Linked DNA regions of Ovis aries: regions 1 and 2 are each linked to region 3. The links are chromatin contacts, called in public Hi-C maps. All regions are on one chromosome and are shown on one strand. Each heading gives the region's core, a stretch centred on a gene start, on an enhancer-like site or on the middle of the called end of the contact. The rest is flanking DNA. Distances are from core to core; before and after follow the strand shown.

The links. Hi-C and Micro-C count contacts between places; a contact is called where the count stands out from the background.
Region 1: a contact with region 3 is called in a Hi-C map of liver, with 3 times the contacts expected there. The contact joins the promoter of WDR4 here to the promoter of U2AF1 in region 3. A contact is called at or near these places in 4 of 16 Hi-C or Micro-C datasets (hypothalamus, liver, muscle and 1 more).
Region 2: a contact with region 3 is called in a Hi-C map of hypothalamus, with 4 times the contacts expected there. The contact joins the promoter of NDUFV3 here to the promoter of U2AF1 in region 3. A contact is called at or near these places in 4 of 16 Hi-C or Micro-C datasets (hypothalamus, muscle, omental adipose tissue and 1 more).

Annotation. Positions count from the first base shown.
Region 1 is chr1:263,785,757-263,789,705 of ARS-UI_Ramb_v3.0, forward strand. WDR4 (WD repeat domain 4) reads right to left here and starts at 1,621. Exons shown (of 11, transcript XM_012104187.5): 1 at 1,512-1,621. The coding sequence starts at 1,600.
Region 2 is chr1:263,801,774-263,805,839 of ARS-UI_Ramb_v3.0, forward strand. NDUFV3 (NADH:ubiquinone oxidoreductase subunit V3) reads left to right here and starts at 2,051. Exons shown (of 4, transcript XM_027960811.2): 1 at 2,051-2,157. The coding sequence starts at 2,110.
Region 3 is chr1:263,956,683-263,960,157 of ARS-UI_Ramb_v3.0, forward strand. U2AF1 (U2 small nuclear RNA auxiliary factor 1) reads right to left here and starts at 1,645. Exons shown (of 8, transcript XM_027960886.3): 1 at 1,540-1,645. The coding sequence starts at 1,583. LOC121817445 (a long non-coding RNA gene) reads left to right here and starts at 1,813. Exons shown (of 2, transcript XR_006057375.2): 1 at 1,813-2,700.

The DNA.
Region 1 (3,949 bases), core at 371-2,870, 170 kb before region 3:
GTTCATTACAATGCTCACTTAAAAAAAAACAAAAACCTGAATCAAAAAAATATTTGCATCCTCAGTAAGGATTTTCTCCACAAGAACTTGTCTCCATTAGATGTTTCAGGGAACGGCTAAGGAGCTTTAATTTGCTGAATTTATTTGTATCTACTACACATAACTGTCATGGCCTGTCCATAAAAATCAGTTAAGTGAAATAAATGAGGACAAAAACCCAACAGGAATATACCATTCTTTAACAACTAGGAAATCAGCGCATGATGGCTATGTTACTCAGTTTTCAGTGAGCCTTATGCACCCAAGTTTAAAACTTGGGGTACTTGTTTAGCAAAATGTCTTATCTGCCCCCAGAAAAGCTCCAGTGCCTGCCAAGCGCTTACTAGTATAGAAGCCACCCACTTTCCCTGCCAGTCCCTAAGCCCCCCTGCTCCAATGCCTGGCACAAAGACATCCCAAACAAATTTACAGCCTTTAAAGTGACTGCAGCTAGACTCTTTTCTCATATGGAGCACTGCAGTACTCATATGAGCAGCAGATGTCCAAGTCAGAAACTTTGCCAGCCAGCCACTAGGTTCCCTCAAAAGGTGTGAACTGAATCAACCAGATGGAGTCTAATTTTCCCATCTCTCACTGTATCATGTGCTAGATTTCATAAGGCTCTAAAATAAAGTAACCTGAGACAGACAACAGGTTTGTGAATAAATTTGTGAAATCCAGACTTAACATCATTTTTAATCTCTGAAACCAAACTCTGAACAAAGAACACAGCGCACATTTACATTTAACAGACACACTGTCTCAAGTTTGGGAGAATCAAAACTACCCTGGGAAAGGAAATGCGGGGCCGAAACTGGCCACTGCTAATATTCAAGAGGTTCCTGGATCGAGACTAGCTGACCAACATAAAAATTCCGGGAAGATAAGGGGCGTGAAATTAGAGAAAGCAAAAGGACGACCTTATAAAGGGCCACTAGGGAGAAAGCAGCTGTGGTTCTGGGGATACTCTCCAGCAAGGAGGTGTCAGGTAAGACCCTCGCCCCGAAAGGCAAGCAAAGCGGGGTCAAGGGATGTGGGCTGGGATGAGGAAGCAGGCAGAGACGCAAAGAGGGAAGCGAGTGCAGGAGCACGATAAACGTGGTCCCCGGGAGTAAACCCCTCTCCCCAAGAGAGGCCAAGAGCTGTCTTCCTCCCACGCCCCAGAGAACTGCGTCCCCCGGACCCCGCAGAGCCCGGAAGTGTCTGGAGCTGAACCGGCAAAGAATGCCGCAGGCCAGCCACTGAGGGCGCGGGGCCGTGGGCAAGAGTTGGGAGAAGGGCCGGGAGAGTGGACATTCCGCGGCGCAGGCACGCAGCCGGGCTCAAGTGGCACCGGAGAGCTCACAGGCAGCAGCGGGGCTCCCTAGGGTCATCCCAAGGCAGGTGCAGCCCTGGCGGGACGGGAGAACAGGAATCTCAAGGCCCTGGCGCACGTCCGCAACCTGGTCTTCTGTTCCAGAACGACCCCTCACCTGCTCGAAGTGGAGGTAGCCAGCAACCGGCTGCCGCCCCGAACCACCAGCGCATGCCCGCACAGAGCCAACCCCACAGAACTCGCCATGTGCCCGCCCAACGCGCCTCCACCCACGTGCGCCGTCCAGCGCCTCTTCCGGCCGGCGCTAGAGAGTGACGTCAGGCGTAGACGCCGCGAGGTGACGTCGTCCGGAATCGCCCCCGCGCGCGAGGCGGCGGCGGGCATGCGCAGAAGGTATTCTCTCCCTTCAGTCGGCAATTCGGCGTTTGCGCCTTTGGGGGTCGGTTGCTGATTAGTTTTGTCCCAAGGGAATCCGCTTGCTTGTTTAGTGTTCGTTTCTTCCTCCAGACTGCAGAGAGTCAGTTCTGGATCTTTCTCGCGCTGTGGCTAGGCGACCTGGCCGGTCTGATACCTACTTGGTCCTTCAAGAACTGAGAGGGTCTGAGTTTGCATCTAGGTCCCTAACGTGGTGTCTGAGGAGGGCGCAGAGCTGAAGCCGCCGGATGGGAGCTGAGCCAGACACACCCGAAGAGCAAAACTGCTGAACTGCTATTTTTCAACACAAGATAGGGCTCTTTTCCAATGTTTTTAATGCTCACGGAGTGGCACCACCAGCACCAGTTTGCTGGATGCTTTCTTGGGACTCTCCACCCCCATCTTCCACATGGGTCATCTGATCGCGGAATCCCCCTGGACGCCCCTCCTCCCCGTGTCCATGGCCTCCGCCGCGACACAGACCAGAGCAACCCCTCTGCTCTCTGTTCTCACGTCCGCGCTTGCCCCCACCCCCATCCCCGCAGATCCACTTTGCATACTAAAGCTAGAGAGAGACGTTTCAGAGCACAGTTTCAATCACCTCATCCTCCTGCTTAAGATCAACAAGTGGCTTCTCATTGTTCTCGGTACAGAGAACAAATCCTGATATTGGACTAGGAGACTGCATGCTGTCTGGCTCCTACCTACCTTGCAGGCTCATTCCCTACCCGGTCGGCTTCATTCTCAGTGCTCTAGACAGGACTGTCGTTCAGGTTCATTGGCACAGGGATAATAGCAACCACAGGACCTTAGCACATGCTAGTCTTTTCACCTGAAACATTCTCTCCACACCCCATCTCTACGCTCCTAGTCAATCCCAGTTTCACTCCAGTGGAAGTGAAGTGAAGTGGCTCAGTCGTGTCCGACTCTGCGACCCTGTGAACTGTAGCCTGCAAGGCTCCTCTGCCCATGGGATTCTCCAGGCAAGAATACTGGAGTGGGTTACTATTTCCTTCTCCAGGGGATCTTCCCGACCCAGGGATCAAACCCCGGGTCTCCCGCATTGAAGGCAGATGCTTTAACTTCTTTTTTTGTTGTTGTTGTTTTTATTTTACTTTCATTTATTATCTGGTGTTTTAACTTCTGAGCCATCAGGGAAACACACTTAATCAAGGAAGCCTTTCATTGTTTATATGCACTACACCTATGATAATCTGCTTAATATCTTGTCTCTAGACTACAAATGCCACGAAGGCAGGGACTGAGGCTGTCTCAAATGGCAGGTTGCCAGTGCACCAGCTTGCACCACAAAATCTGGCATGAAGTCAGTGCTTGATCAATATTTGCTAAGTAAATAAATGGAACAACTAATTGTCTTCTGTGTGCTAAGTTGCTAAGTTGTGTCTGACTCTTTCTGATGCCGTGGACTGAAGCCAGAGAGGTTCCTCTGTCCATGGGACTTCCCAGGCAAGAATACTGGAGCGGGTTACCATTTCCTTCTCCAGAGATCTTCCTGACCCAGGGATCAAACCCACATCTCCTTCGTTGCAGGCAGATTCTTTACCACTGAGCCACCAGGGAAGCCCAGTTGTCTTAAAGGATCAGCTGTTTCTGCATTAAGTGAAGGAATTATGATAGGCACGAGGCATAGAAACCTATGACTGATTCCAATTCAAATCTGGATTGATTCAAGTTTGAATTGACACCCAGACTTAAAGGTGGCTGTTGTTGACAAAGCAAAACACTTGAGGAAAGCCAGTCTTCCTGAAAGGCAGTAAGGTAAAAGGAGCTTGTGCCCTTTTGGACCATGTGTTTCTCTGGTTATATGTACAAGAGTAGGATTGCAGGATGATATGGCAGCTCTGTTTCTAGTTTTTTAAGGAACCTCTGTACTGTTCTCACACCCCAGTGTTCACTGCAGCGATGTTTACAATGGCCAAGACATGGAAGCAGCTTAAATGTCCATCAAGAGAAGAATGGATAGACAAGATGTGGTACATACACACAGTGGAATATTGTTAAGCCATTAAAAAGAACAAAATAATGTCATTTGAAGCAACGTGGATGGATCCAGAGATGAGTGAAGTAAGTCAGAGAAAGATAATATCTTATGATATCACTTATATGTGGAATCTTTAAAAGATACTACAAATGAATTTATACAAAACAAAACCAAACTTC
Region 2 (4,066 bases), core at 801-3,300, 150 kb before region 3:
TGAATGCCGAAGAATTGATGCTTTTGAACTGCGGTGCTGGAGAAGACTCTTGAGAGTCCCTTGGATAGCAATGAGATCAAACCTGTCGATCATAAAGAAAATCAACGTTGGAAGGACTGATGCTGAAGTTGAAGTGTCAATACTTTGGCCACCTGATGCAAAGAGCAGACTCACTGGAAAAGACCCTGATGCTGGGAAAGTGTTTGTCACTCAGTCATGTCCAATTCTTGGCGATCCCATGGACCGTAGCCCACCAGGTTCCTCTGTCCGTGGAATTTTCCAGGCAAGAATACCTGAGTGGGTTGCCATTCACTTCTCCAGGGGATCTTCTGGACCCAGGAATTGAACCTAGGTCTCCGGAACTGCAGGCAGATCTTTTACCATCTGAGCCACTAGATTGAGGGCAAAAGGAGAAGCGGGTGGCAGAGGATGAGATGGTTAGATAGTATCACTGACAGTGGACATGCATTTGAACAAACTTCCAGAGATAGTGACGGACAGTGAAGCCTGGAGTGCTGCAGTCCATGGGGTCACAAAGAGTTGGACACAACTTAGTGACCAAAAAAACAACAAAAAGGAGTCAAAAGTAATTAAGGTGAGCTTGGTCAATGAAGGCAGGTTAAAAGCAGAACTTTCAGCAAGCTGCTCCTTGAGTTAGCCTTTTTTTAGGGGGGAGGCGGGGCGGGGGGGGGGCATGCCCACAACATGTGGGATCTAAGTTCTCTGACCAAGGATGGAACCTGCACCCCCTGTACTGGAAGGGCACAGTCCTAACCACTGGATAGCCAAGGAAGTCCCTCCTTTAGCTGCTACTCTGACAAGCTCAAGAATCTTGTTAGTCACCAGTTTCTGTTAATCCTATGTGGTTGCTTTTCTTTTTTTTTAACCAAATGGGGCAGGGTTTCCTGTTAGACCTGTTTTACCCATTTATCTTGCCACCAGAATGAGAGTCTCCAGCCTTAGCCAAGTTGGAGGGGCCTCTTCTCCTGGTGGAGCTAAGGTAGGGATCCACTCCTCTTGAACAGGATACTTCCAGTGACCAGGCATGCCGCAGAGACGCGCGAAGGCACGATCGACAGGGTGAAAAGGTCAATGAGTAACTACCCCTACCCGAGTTTAGAACTTCCCTGGTGGCTCAGAGGTTAAAGTGTCTGCCTGCAATGCGGGAGACCTGGGTTAGATCCCTGGGTCGGGAAGATCCCCTGGAGAAGGAAATGGCAACCCACTCCAGTATTCTTGCCTGGAGAATCCCATGGACAGAGGAGCCTGGTGGGCTACAGTCCACGGGGTCGCAAAGAATCGGACACGACTGAGCGACTTCACCTTCACTTTTCACCCAAGCTTATGCCTAACAGGGGAGGGTGGGAAGTGGAGAGTCTTTGCCCCGCAGGCTGCTACTGCTAAGTCGCCCCAGTCGTGTCGACTCTGCGCGACCCTACAGACGGCAGCCCACCAGGCTCTGCTGCCCCTGGGATTCTCCAGGCAAGAACACCGGAGTGGGTTGCCATTTCTCTCTCCAATGCATGAAAGTGAAAAGTGAAAGTGAAGTCGCTCAGTCGTGTGCGACTCTTAGCGACCCCATGGACTGCAGCCTACCAGGCTCCTCCGTCCATGGGATTTTCCAGGCAAGAGTACTGGAGTGGGGTGCCATTGCCTTCTCCGCCCCGCAGGCTATGAACAGGTAAACTAATGCTTGCATTTCTCGTCCCCTTGGCTCCGGAACTACGGTGCTCACAGGTCAAACAGCGTCCATGGTCCAACCTGATACTGCCCTGCAGGGTGGCCACGCCGGTCTAGGACAGGAAATGACACCCACAACGACCACTTTAGCGTCCCAGCACCCATCCCGCCGCGCGGTCGCGGTCAGCGGAAACCCTCCGCCAGTGATTGGCGGCTCCTCCCTAGAGCGTGGCCTTGAGCTGCTCCGCCGGGAACCTGGAGGCTGCGGTGATGCGCGCGCAGCAGCCTTTGCCCCCTTCCCTGCCGGTGATTGGCGCCTTCATACGAAGGGGCGGGCCTTCAGGCGGCAGTGCTGGTACCGCATCGCGTCAGTCTGGTGCGACCTCTGCCCGCCGGGAGGGTCGTCCTGTCTGCGTCCGAGTCACAGCCATGGCGGCCTCGCTTCTGCTGCGGCAAGGACGACCCGGGACGCTGAAGGTAAAGAGGGGCCAGACTGGCGGCCTGGAGCTCGCAGAGCGCCGGGAGACCGTGGAGGGCGGGGCAAAGGCTGCGGCCCTGACGGTCACCTCCAACCGTCCGGGGATGCCACTGACTCCGCTTCCGGGGTCGGGGGCTGGGCCTGGGGTGGGGTTTCGGGAACCTGGCCACGGGGGATCAGGAGCCAGGCCTGAGAGCGACGAGGGTCCCGGCGACCCCGGCCACCGCCCCCTCTGCACCCCAAACCCCAGGAGCCTCCGGTGTGCGGCCAGGCCACGGACAGGTGTAGGGGCCGCAGGTGTCCCGCGCGGAGCCCCGCCAGAACCCTTGAGGACAGTGTCTCTAACTGTTATTTAACCCTAGAGAAAATGAGGGAACTTTCAAGAACCTGGTTGACCTGGTAACTAGGCAGCCACTAAGAAGCCAGCTTGAAGTGAAGTGAAGTCGCTCAGTCGTGTCTAGACTCTTTGCGACCCCATGGGCTGTAGCCCACCAGGCTCCTCTGTCCATGGGATTTTCCAGGCAATAGTCCTGGAGTGGATTGCCATTTCCTTCTCCAGGGGATCTTCCCAACCCAGGGATCGAACCCGGGTCTCCCGCATTGTAGACAGACACTTTACCGCCTGAGCCACCAGGCCAGCTTAGGTTGGTTACCTCATTTGTGAAATGAAAAGGAGAAAGAACTTTCTCCATCTGGACAAAGCTAAGTCAACTTCACTGTATTTAAAATTAAAAATGACTCGTGACAAAAGCAATAACTATTCTTATCGTCGCAAAATACAGATAATGGAGGGAGCATCTGTTGTGAGAGAGGCCACTATTTTCCTTTTCATATCTTGGCCCAGTTCATTTTTCAAGCTTTCGTGTATACATATACACAGTGTCAGACTTTATTTTGGGGGACTCCAAAATCTCTGCAGATGGTGATTGCAGCCATGAAATTAAAACGCTTACTCCTTGGAAAGAAAGTTATGACCAACCTAGACAGCATATTAAAAAGCAGAGACATTACTTTGTCAACAAAGGTCCATCTAGTCAAGGCTATGGTTTTTCCTGTAGTCATGTATGGATGTGAGAGTTGGACTGTGAAGAAGGCTGAGCGCCGAAGAATTGATGCTTTTGAACTGTGGTGTTGGAGAAGACTCTTGAGAGTCCCTTGGACTGCAAGGAGATCCAACCAGTCCATCCTAAAGGACATCAGTCTATCCTAAAGGACATCAGTCCTGGGTGTTCATTGGAAGAACTGATCCTGAAGCTGCAACTCCAGTACTTTGGCCACCTGATGCGAAGAGCTGACTCATTTGAAAAGACCCTGATGCTGGGAAAGATTGAGGGCAGGAGGAGAAGGAGCTGATAGAGGATGAGATGGTTGGGTGGCATCACCAACTCAATGGACATGGGTTTAGGTAGAGTCTGGGAGTTGGTGACCGACAGGGAGGCCTGGTGTGCTGTGGTTCATGGGGTCACAAAAAATCAGACCCGACTGAGCGACTGAACTGAGCTGAACTGACGTCATAACCAGAAAAAGCAAAGGCTTCCCCTTCATGTGGGCACTCTAGGTGCCTGTGTCCTGTGTCCAGCACATACTAGGCTTAGTGAGTATTTACTGAGGAATGAACACTCTGTGACGTGTTCACCTTCAATATGTGGTAGACAGTTTTGAAGCAACTATTTTTCATCTTCAGTAGCATTTTTAATGGCTAGATTGTGCTTCTGCTTTATATTCTAAGCACAGGAAAACATTTTATGAAAAGAATCAAGTGTTTTGTAGATTGATAGGTAATTGGAGACTACGAAAAAAGCATGCTTAGGAGAAAGTCACTTTGGAAGAAATACTCGAATGTTAGTAGTGACTGTCCTTGAACTCAGGTGTTTTTTGCTTGCAGTTTTTTTGTATTTTCCAAACTTT
Region 3 (3,475 bases), core at 395-2,894:
AGCAGGAATCATTTTTCAGCTGAAAATTTTGAGCTGTTTCCTGGAAATTAAAACTCCACAAACCTCCCTGAAACAAGAAGCCTAGATTAAATAATCAAGTTTCCTAAACTATTACAGCTGTGACTTTTATAATATAACTCTTAACAGATGAAATGGGGTTATTTATGGCAGGAATGTAAGAGCTTCACAAAACAACAGTGATACCATCACCTTATGCAGCTTTTTACAAGAACGAGGGAAAGAAAAACTCAAGGAGACATTAGCCACAGCCCACACTGATATAAGCTCATGAGTAAAATCGACACTGCACGCTCTTCAGCAAACTTGAGAAGCCTCTTTGTCCAGCAGAGCTGGCTGATCCGTTCAAGATCCTGTTTCCCAAGCTGCTGTCTCTGGGGCCACAGCATTCAGGGCAGGCCTCTCTTCCACAGCACTTAATGCGTTTCAATTCATTTTCATTCAGTTATCCTTTGCACGACAAGCACCCCCTTGCTCCTTGAGAACAAGATCCAGATTCTACCCATATCTGAGTCCCCAGACACTGGCCTTGAGCTGACACTCAGTAAGTGTTTCTGGACTGAATATGACTGATGACTGTCGTGAGTTTTGCTAGGAAAAAATATAACCCCCTCTTCCAAACAACTCAAGATTCTAGAATATGTAAAAGACATTTTACAAGGTACACTGCATCCTGGAAAACAGAAACAATTAAAAGTTTTTGATAAAGTCAAAACATTAGCTATGGCAAACTTACGAGTTTACTGTTAAAAACATATTCACATAAACCCTGTACAGCTCTGAAGAACACCAAGATGCTAACCATTTATTCGAAGAATACATCCAGCTCAATCTTAAGGTTTTTAAAGAACTGTCCTCCAAAATTAACAACTGGCAAACCCAAAATTATATTATTTTTACTCTCAACCTAACAACTAACTACGGAAGGTATGCAACCTAAAAAAATCACCCATCTTATTCTTATATTGGAATTGCACCTGAAAGTATTTTAAAAGCAGACTGTCTTTCACGGTTAGTTAACTCGTAATCTCCAAAATACTGTTTCACAATAAATGTCCTTATGAGCTGTTCGATGATCGCTTAACTCACACAAGTGGCTTGTTAAGCATCTAAAACCCTAACAGGAACCTCAGTTATCTAGCGATTTAACGCGGGCGAGTCTATACTACAGCCTGCCCGATTCGACATTAAAAGATCAAACTTGGGAGAATCGTTAACGTTGACAACTTCAGCACAACTCGAGTCGGCTTCCGAGAGCCGGGGGCACGGGTCGCCTGTAGGTGGGCCACCAAGGAGCCCCCGGCGGGAGAGGCCGCTCTGCCCAAGAGGAAGCCCGGCGCCCGCCCGGCCCATCGCCCGCCTGCCCGGGCGCACGCGGCGGAGCGCGGCTCCTGAGGCCGGAAGGGCAGCCCGCCCCTCCCCCCGCCGAGCCTCCCGCCGCCGTCCGGGCCCCGCCGCCAAGCTCCTCCGCGAGCCACCCGTCTCTCCAGCTCGGAACCTCTGCGGCCGGTTCTCACTTACTTGTCTTTCTCGGTGCCGAAGATGGAGGCCAAGTACTCCGCCATTTCCCACCCGCCGCCGCCGCCGCCGACACTGCTGCCGACGCCGACGACCCCGCCCGACGCCCGCCAGAGACGTCACCCGGACGCGACGACGCTCGTTCCTCCTCACCAGCGTGGCGGCACTGCCCAATCAGGAGAGGCGCTGCCTGCGCATGGGCGGGGCTTGGCGCGCGCGGGAGGCGCTGCCCTGGCGGTCGCGGCGCCCGCGCGCCGCCTGCCAGCGCCACCTACCGGCTCTCGTTAGGTTCTTCGGGCTGGCGCCAGCGCTCCTCGCGCCCGGGCCTGGGGCCCGGCGACCTCCACCGGCGTTCCCCAATGCGCAGAGAAGCCAAGCGGCTGCAGAGGAGGCAGCGGCCGAGGGGCTTTTCCACGAAGTCCCTGGGGCCGGGCCCTGAACGCGCCTGTCTCGCGTTGGGGGTTCCGCGGGCTCTAAGCGGTGCGAGATCCCCCTCACCGCACTTTCCCTGGGGGTTCCCCACCGAACCCTTCCTCCGGGAAGACGCGTTCTTCAGCTTCCTCGTCTTCGGGGAGCAGAGTCGGAGCTCCCCTGCTCCCCGGTCCGGAGGTGTGCCGCCTGGGCCTGGCCCCGGAAAAGCCCGGCGGGTTTGGAGAGGCTCCGATGCTGGGAAGGCGGAGCGCACGTCTTCGGGCCGAGCTCACGGGCCCGCAAGACAGAGCGGTGCGAGAGAGTGAGGAGTTATGGGCTCGGGACAGGTTTAGGGACGTCCAGCAATGCTCGGCACAGAAACCCTGAAGACCACGAAGAAGCCAAAGTGCAGGGGCCGCTGCGACGAGGGGGCCGAGCAGAGTCACAGATCTGCGTGGACTCCGGGTCCTTTTCCCCAGAGCTACCCACCTCCAGTGTTCCTAATTCATTCTGGTTTTTTTTTTTTTTTTTTTTTTTTTGAGGCAACTCCTTTTTACCCACTGTTTCTTCCTCGTTCCCTTCTTTCACCCAGCGGCCCTTCCCACAGATGGCTCCATAGGACTGTGGGCGCAGTCCTGACTACTTTCATGGCTCCCCAGAGCTCCGTTGTGTGGCTAACCAGTCCCCTGTTGATGGGCCCAAGGAAGAGCCAGTCTCGCCTCTACTGACAGTCCTGCAGCAAGTGTCCTGCAGGTATCGTTTTGCATTTGGGGCAAACGCACACCTGGTTTATTTGTCCACCCAGGTCTGCAGTCTCAGAAATTCGTAAACAGAGAACGCAACAAAAAGTTTTATCCTGGGAAGAAGCCTGCACAAAAATGAGTTTTATCCTGGCAGAAATGCTTTGGCAGTGTCTACTGTGTTAAAATGTGGTATGGAGCACATTTGAGAGTGAGGGTAAAAATAACAACCAGGTGCTTGTGTAGCCCTCAAAGCAGGTACGAGGAGGACTCGGTTCCCTCTGAACACAGTTTGAGAACTGCTTTTTTGGTTGGTGGGTGTCATAGCAGGGGCTTGGATCCTATTTGTACTTTAGGGGAAGTGAAATAACCCCTCAACCCTCTTGGGTTCTGGTGGCTGGACTAATAGTAAAACTGACTCAAGGTAGATTACCAGGAAAAGAAGAAACTTAACTCTAATTCATGCACATGGGGCCCCATAGAAATGGGACCTAAGAAGTGGGCAAGGACTTCCGTGGTGACTCAGAGGATAAAGAATCTGCTTGCAGTGCAGGAGACTGGAGTTTGATCCCTGGGATGGGAAGATCCCCTGGAGAAAGGAATGGCAACCTACTCCAGTATTCTTGCCTAAAGAATTCCATGGACAGAGGAGTCTGGCAGGCTGCAGTCCATGGGGTTGCAAAAGTCACACATGACTAAGCAAGTAACCACAGCAAGAAGTGGGCAAAGCAGGCAGCTTTTATTCTTTTTAGACAAGCTGTGACTTTGTGAGGAATTGACAGACTTAA